Regions from separate parts of the Macaca mulatta genome. Here region 1 is linked to region 2. A link is a contact called in public Hi-C data. All regions are on one chromosome and are shown on one strand. Each heading gives the region's core, a stretch centred on a gene start, on an enhancer-like site or on the middle of the called end of the contact. The rest is flanking DNA. Distances are from core to core; before and after follow the strand shown.

Evidence for each region. A called contact is a pair of places that touch in the nucleus more often than the background predicts.
Region 1: a Hi-C map of CD4 T cells shows a contact between it and region 2, with 4 times the contacts expected there. The contact joins two enhancer-like sites. A contact is called at or near these places in 6 of 14 Hi-C or Micro-C datasets (CD4 T cells, blood, cortical neurons and 3 more).

What each region holds. Positions count from the first base shown.
Region 1 is chr10:14,284,283-14,288,292 of T2T-MMU8v2.0, reverse strand. The region is part of intron 3 of RAC2 (Rac family small GTPase 2); the gene reads right to left. Among named protein-coding and RNA genes, the nearest start is that of RAC2, 9.5 kb to the right of the region's middle. Within about 2 kb of position 2,367, at least 17 of the 40 cell types and tissues checked have an H3K27ac peak or open chromatin away from gene starts, as enhancers often do. A contact at or near this core is called in CD4 T cells, where this site is marked.
Region 2 is chr10:14,094,036-14,097,998 of T2T-MMU8v2.0, reverse strand. No RefSeq gene overlaps it. Among named protein-coding and RNA genes, the nearest start is that of MFNG, 35 kb to the right of the region's middle. Within about 2 kb of position 1,743, at least 4 of the 40 cell types and tissues checked have an H3K27ac peak or open chromatin away from gene starts, as enhancers often do. A contact at or near this core is called in CD4 T cells, where this site is marked.

The DNA of each region.
Region 1 (4,010 bases), core at 1,118-3,617, 190 kb before region 2:
ACCACTCCAGTGAAAATGCTCCCTCAAGGCTTACCTACATATTACATCCAGATTTCTAAATCCAAAGGTCACTTCTTGGTCCTTATATCAGTCATGTTTCAGTGTAAGGACTAGAAGCCACATTAGGTATCTTAAGCAGAAAGAGATTGAACATGGGAAATTCAGTGCCTACAACATCATAAGACGTCCTCAGGGAGCATGCTCCAGAGCAGGTTTCCAGAAATGACTCCCAGAACACTGCAGAACTGACCAAGAGGGACTTCCACCGAGGCCACAGACAGGAAGGTGAGGAGTCAGGGGCCACCCCCAAACCCTCCACTGCGGCTGCCACCCAGGGGTTAGGATGCTTCCACCACTGCTGTACCTGAATCTTAAGCCTCAGGAAGTGGGAGTCCAGACACTATGACACAGGGTCCAGCACTACCTCCTCTAATACAACTGCTTCTTGACACCCACAAGGTCACTTGCCAGCAATGACTGCCAAGAGCAGCAAGAAGACAGCTGCTTTCCAGATCTCATGGGAGCAAATCTCATTGGTAGGATCTAATTCACCTCCAGAATCATAGCTGCAAGGGATCCGGGAGAAAGGGTGGCTTTAGCTTGCTAACCTCTGCAGTATAGGAGGGTGGGGCAGGGGTAGAATGGAAGGTGAGTGAGTCAACCATGGGCTCTAGCCCACTCCTACCCTGCCTCTCTGCATCACTTGGCTAGGGCCACTCCCTCCCTTTTTCAATACTTTTCCAGTCCTCTCCTTGCACTGGTTTGGGCTCCTATACCTCACTCCATGTGTCAGCACACTTATACTCCACTGCCGACAAGCAGCAGGGCTTGCACAGGCAGGGGTTAGTTGATCTCACTCAGTAGGGTGTCAGGAAGCAGCCAGGGACTGGAGCCACAGCCCAGCAGTACTGTCAGAAACCTGGGCCCTTCTGTGTTTTGGTTCCATCACCCTCAGCACTTGCTCTGCCCCTCATGCTTACTGTTGAGAGCTACAAGTTGGCTGCACCTACCAGCCTCACACCCACTTTCCAAGCAGCAGGGAAGGAGGCCAAACACTGACTTCTCCTCATGAGAATTTCCTTTTATTCAGGAAGGGCCACCCTCTACAGGCATCCTGGTTGGCCAGAAAGGTCACATGGCCATCCTTGGCCGCAAAGGAGGCTGGGAAATAACAATTTAGCTTTTACAGACTCTGTAGTCAGTAGAGGAAGGAGAGGGAGTTGAGAATAGCTGTTGAGTGAGCCTACCCTCAACCATCAGCATCCCTGTCCGGGGCCTCTGTAACAGCCTCCTAACAGGCCTGTCTGCATTTAATCTGTCCATCAAGTCCTTCCTTCACATGACAGCCAGAGTGACCTTTCTAAACTGCAAATCAGGGCTCACCTTGGTTCCTGGTTCTCAGCTCCCCACCATCTGGCATGTGACCCAGATGGGCTGCACTGAGAAGCACTTGGGACAAGGCATTGAAAGACCCCTCGGTGGCATCTGGCACAAGAGACATTTCCCACCAAGGAGGGTTTCTTCTTACCTATTGCCAATCCAAAAAAAATAAGAAGAGTAAATGGTGTTCTGGCATTCAGAGCCTCTCACCACCTGGCTCCCATTTCTCTTTTTTTTTTTTTTTTCTTTTTTTTTGAAACAGTCTTACTCTATGGCCTGGCTGGAGTGCAGTGGTGAGATCTCAGCTCACGGCAACCTCCACCTCCCAGGTTCAAGCGATTCTCCTGCCTGGGACTCCCAAGTAGCTGGGATTACAGGGGCGCGCCACCACACCCAGCTAATTTTTCTGTGTTTAGTAGAGACGGGGTTTCACCATGTTGGCCAGGTTGGTCTCAAACTCTTGACCTCAGATGATCCGCTGACCTCAGCCTCTCAAAGTGCTGGGATTACAGGTGTGGGCACCTGGCCCATTTCTCTTTTGAGGTTCATCCCCCCTGCTTCCTGCTAAAGCCACACACATACACTTACTCAGCATTAAGCGTGTGCTCCTGCCCACCACTGTACACAGAGGTCGCCCAGTCTCCACCAGCTGGTGCCCTTCCCACTTCCAAGCCAGCTCTCCTAACCCAACCCCCACACCTGACAACCCGTTCCCCAGTTCTCCCCATGTGGAATCCATCCTTACGGCTCCGGTTCATACTGCTTCAAGAACTCGTTACATGTCAGCGGAATCATCCTGGATTAGAGTGCCTGCCCCATGTGACGGGCTCCTAGGGGTCCAGCCCTGTCCCCAGCCAGAATCCAGCCCCACGGATCCCTGGGTGTTGGGGCTGAAGGACCCTCAGAGGTTCCCCTGGTTCACAGGGGAGCCCCAGGCGGTGGGTTCTCTGAGTGCCATCCCCGCGGCGACCACGCAGGGGAGCCCGCGGGCTGGCTTTGGTCACCGAGGAAACCGACGAGGGGTGGGGCAGGAGGGCCAGACCCCGCCCGGTCTCTCGGGTCTGGCTCCTCCTGTGGCCCCGGGTCTGGAGAGCTGAGAGACCTCAGGCCCACTCCCCTCGGCGGCCGCGCTCTGTGCTGACTGCCTTACATGGATTATTTCATCACATTCTGCAAAACTTCCCTTGTTTGAAAAAATGAAACAAAAACAACTTTCCCTTGAGGGAGGCATCGTCACTAACCCCTGTTGTTTGTTTTTTTTTTGTTTTTTTTTTTTTTTTGAGACGGAGTCTCGCTCTGTCGCCCAGGCTGGAGTGCAGTGGCGCGATCTCGGCTCACTGCAAGCTCCGCCTCCCGGGTTCACGCCATTCTCCTGCCTCAGCCTCCCGAGTAGCTGGGACTACAGGCGCCCACAACCGCGCCCGGCTAATTTTTTGTATTTTTAGTAGAGACGGGGTTTCACCGTGGTCTCGATCTCCTGACCTTGTGATCCGCCCGCCTCGGCCTCCCAAAGTGCTGGGATTACAGGCGTGAGCCACCGCGCCCGGCCACCCCTGTTTTTTTGTTTTTGTGTTTTTGTGTTTTTTTTGAGTCGGAGTCTCGCTCCATCACCCAGGCTGGAGTGCAGTGGTGCGATCTCTGCTCACTGCAACCTCCACCTCCCGAGTTCAAGCGATTCTCCTGTCTCAGCCTCCTGAGTAACTGGGACTACAGGCGCCCGCCACCACGCCCAGCCACCACGCCCAGCTAATTTTTGTGGTTTTAGTACAGACGGGGTTTCGCCTTGTTAACCAGAATTTTTAGTACAGATTTTGTATTTTTAGTAGAGATGGCGTTTCTCCATATTGGTCAGGCTGGTCTCGAACTCCTGACCTCAGGTGATCCACCCACCTCGGCCTCCCAAAGTGCTGGAATTACAGGCATGAGCCACCGCGCCAGGCCACTAACCCCATTTTTACAGAAAAGGAAACTGACGCCCAGAGAGGGACACTCACTACAGTGGGGCAGCCAGCAGTAACGAGGAGGAGCTGGCAGTGTCTGCCCGGCTTGGTGGCCTGATCTCAGGCCTTAGCCCCTCTGCGTGGGTCTCGCTCTGGGTGCCTCCCAGAACTTTCTAGGGGTTTTGGTGGCCTTTTTAAAAACTTTTCTATAGGGCTTCGTTTGTGTTGTTTTAATTGTAGTGAAATATACATAACAGAAAATGCACCATTTTTACCATTTGAAGTGTAAAGTTCAGTGACATTAAGTACATTCACAATGTGCAACTTTTTTAAGTTTGCAAAATTGAAACTCTAGTCCTACCCAGAGCAGTTGGGCAAGAGAAAGAAAAAACTGGCATCCACACTGGAAAGGAGGAAGTAAAATGGTCCCTTTTTGCAGATGACATGATCTTATATTTACAAAAACCCAAACACTCCATTCAAAAATGGTTAGAACTAATAAATTCAGTGAAGTTGCAAGATACAAAAGCAACATACAAAAATCGGAAATGTTTCTTTACACCGGTAAGAAGCAATTTGAAAAAGAAGAAAGGAATCCCATTTATAATAGCTGAAAAAATAATAATAAAACACTTATGAATAATTTTTTTCTTTTTTTTGAGACAAGAGTCTTGCTCTGTTGCCCAGGCT
Region 2 (3,963 bases), core at 494-2,993:
GGGACCTTTTGGGGGTTTTGTTTTCATTTTTTGTTTTTTTTGAGGTGGAGTTTCCTTCTTGTTGCCCAGGCTGGAGTGCAATGGTGGGATCTCGGCTCACTGCAACCTCTGCCTCCTGGGTTCAAGCGATTCTCCTACTTCAGCCTCCCGAGTAGCTGGGATTACAGACGCCCAGCTAATTTTTTGTATTTTTAGTAGAGATGGGGTTTCACCATGTTGGCCAGGCTGGTCTTGAACTCCTAACCTCAGGTGAGCCACCTGCCTCAGCCTCTAAAAGTGCTGGGATTATAGGCGTGAGCCACCACGCCTGGCCAAAAAGGACCTTTTTGGAAAGCTGGGCATGTTTGATAAATGTATGTATATCAACAAACTAAACACTTAAAACTCATGCACTTTCTTTGCGTTTCTGTATGTAAACTATACTCAGTTTTTTTAAGTTAAAGTAAAAAAGAAAAGGTACCACATTAGGAAATGCACTCAGGCCATCCCCAACCCCCTCAGGAATGAAGGACGCAGGGACCCAGCCCAGCTCTGCCACCATGTACCTTTCACCTCATTCTTTAGCCTCCCTCAGCCTCTGCACCTGCACAGTCTTCCCATCTGTAAAATGGGGATGATAATCTCTGCCCACCCTACCCAATGTGGAGAGGACCAATGGGAAAATGGAGGTGAATGTTCCTTCCTGATTAAATGTCCCCTCTCATTGTCACAACCCTTGTGACGCTCTCCCAGGGCCCAGCAGAAAGGGTGAGGAGCCAGGAGCATGGGCTTGGTCACTGGCCCTGCCGCAGAACCTCAGGAGGCCGTTCCAGGCGGCCTGCCATCTGCAGGTCACCACATCTGCAAGACCCTGTGGTGCCTCTATCCCGCCCTCCCAGATGGGCCACCCAGACCTCCCAACTCAGAGCGATGCCTGCAGTGCCAGATGACTATACTGCCACTATCGCCACAGTTCCTCTCGGAACATATCTGCAAGGCACAGCCCCATGCCTGGCAGCCTTCTCCTTCTCTCCTTAGACCCCTTCATGACTGTCCACAGAACCTCCCTCCCCAAGGCTGGAACTGCCACAGGATACTAAGGGAGAAATAAAACCCCGAACTCACAATCAGCTGACGGGGCGGGTTTCCGGTGCTTGCCTGTGGGACTCCTTTCCCCTCACCTGTCTGGCTGTTTGGGCTGAAACGGTCACAGCGCTTGGACAAATAGACAGGTTGCACCTTGGGATGCACAGGAGTCTACCACGTGCTGTGGCACAGACTGTGGGGTGCCCCTACCATATCCTGTCTCCCACTTGCCTTTGCAACAAACACTTGGATGGCAATGTGCCTGGCCAAAAGGTTCTGTTTCTCAGCCTCCCTTGCGGCTAGGAGCGGCCAATGAGGGCCAAGTGTAAGTTATCAGGTAGGACAGAAGGCAACATTGGGCCAGTGTGTGCCCACTCCCTGCTGAAAGTTAGATGTGATGATGGAGGCCCAGCAGCCATCTTGGATCATGAGGTGACCTTGAGGATGGAAGCTGGCTGCTAAGGCGGGTGGGACTGAAGAGAGGAGCCTGGGTCCCCAAAAACACCATTGGGGCCCCCACCAACCCAGGACGTCTACCCCCTGACCTGTGTTAGGTGAGAGAGTGGGAAGTCTGGATATGGTTTAAACCAGTCTTATCAATATTTCCAGCCTCTGCTCAGCAATGGGAAATAAGCCCTGACTGATACACAAACCCTGTGAGGTAGGTATTGCTGTGCCCCTGCCTCTCACACCCCCGTTTTACAGATGCACCCCCAGCCTCCCTGCCTCCCTCTATGATGTCCGCGATGCCCAAAAGACCAGTGTTCCATTCCCAGTCCCGAGACGCTGTGAGTCAGCCTCTGCTGGACCTGGAGCAGGTCTCACGGCTGCAATGTCAACGGTGCTCCATGCAGACGGCTGCGGCTCGAGCTGGTGATACGAGCGCTGTTGAGAAAGCAAAGTGCTGTCATGGAGAGCGTGCCCTGCTGTAGAGATCAAGGGGAAGCTGGAGAATATTTACAAACCACAGAGAACAGACACACGAAGCGAATACCAGTTGGGTATAGTAAAAGCCTCTTTTAAACCTGTCCTCCTCTTTCTCTGCCGTGTGAAATCAAGTTATTGGCAAGAAGCTCTCCGGTAAGACTAAGGTTTGCGGTTCTGCTGCAGGAAACACCGTGAATTCCACCCCGTGACCATGTGTGGGGCTGCCCTGCAATGCGGGGCACAGTGGCTGGGTACTTGGCAAGGACCCTAGACAGCCTGGGCTCACATCCCTGCTCCGTGAACTGGTTAATCTCAGAGCAAATTACTTCACTTCTTTGTGCCTTAGTTTCTTCATCTGTGAAATGGGCAACAGAGGGCGGCTGATCTGGGAAGAGCTGCTACACAGGAGAGGATATTAAGGATCAGCACCATTCTCAGGTGCACGGTGAGAACCTAATTTCCTTATTGTCTGTTTGTTATAGGAAACTGAATTTACTCACCAGTGTTGGAACATTCCATCCGCTGAGTCACACTCACTTCTCTTATCATCATTAACCCCACGTAGGGGCTCCTGGCGCCAGGAGGAGCCACCCAAAGCTCTTCGTCTTGGTGAGGCTGATGCAAGTAAAAATAAGTGGTGATTATAAGTGATTCATTTGTCAAACGCAAGGTCAAGGGTCCCAATTTGTACATGTCACTAAGGCAGCATCAAGAAGCTCCCCACATCCCAAACTGTCTCCCCTCTGACACTAGTGGAAATTTCACCATCAGAGCCAGAGAACTCCGAGGAGGAGAAGCAATTTCAGAGCACAGCGCCTTAGAGTAAATGCACATATCGAGGTCAGCTGTGGCGGGGTCGGGGCGGGGCGGGGGGTGTGAATCATGGCAAGGAAAGGGAAGGAAGGCCACGGGCAAGTATTTGGACCCTCTCAGGGTGGTTGAGGATTCCGCAGTGACTAAAGGCGTGCGTGCGCGCGCGCACACACACACACACACACACACACACACACACACACACACACACGCTGGTAATCGCTTTACCCCAGTAGTAGAGGCTTAAGCCTCTATCTAGGCTAGCCCCACCCCCACCCCCAGCTGCATTAGCCACCTCTGTCCCAAGGCAGGATCCCCAGAGGTTCAGCAAGGAAACCCTGCAGGGCTGGAAGCCGAATGCAGCCACCAGTGGTCACACACAACTCACACGCATACACACTCATGCACTCATACACACAGACAACACACTAGACTCAGACACCCACCGAGCTGTCCTCCCAAAGTAGTGACAAATCCAGAGAGATGTCCACAGAATTGTCCTATCCCAGAGAAAGTCACAGAAACACAAGAAGCTGGGCACCGAGATGCTCATACTCTGCCCCCGGGATCTCTCTGACTGGGTGCCCCCATTCCTGCCCCTGGATAGACATTCTGCCCCCGGGAGCCAACCCCAGTCAGGGTTTCTTCTCCCCACCTCTCCTTTCCCAGGTACGCAGGCCCCCAGTACCTTTTCGCCTCCCATACCTCCATTCGTGCCCCTCCTCGCCCAGGGACTGTGAGAACCCAAGAACAAGGACAGTCTGTCATTTTCCTGCGACCTCCCCAGCCCCCATGGCAGGAGCCGCAAACCTCCCCCAACCCTTCTCAGGGTTCACGCCTCATTCCAGCTCCTCAGAGAAGCTGGTGGCTCTTATTTTCCAGTGAGTGCGTGAAAATACAGATTAGACCAATTAGGGAAAAGCCATCAGAGGGCAAGGCCAGAACCACCACTGCACCTAATCGTCAGGTCCAGCAAGGCACGATGAGGCAGAGTCACAGATTACAAGTGCACACAAATTCCGGAGCAGGAAGGGGGTGGCAGGAGGGGAGCGGGCGAGCTCCATTTTAGATTCCCTTGTTTTTGTTTAGATGGCTCTCCCCTATTGGCAACACACTTCCGCGTTCATGCTCCCAGGAGAAGCAGGTAGGGTGGGAATG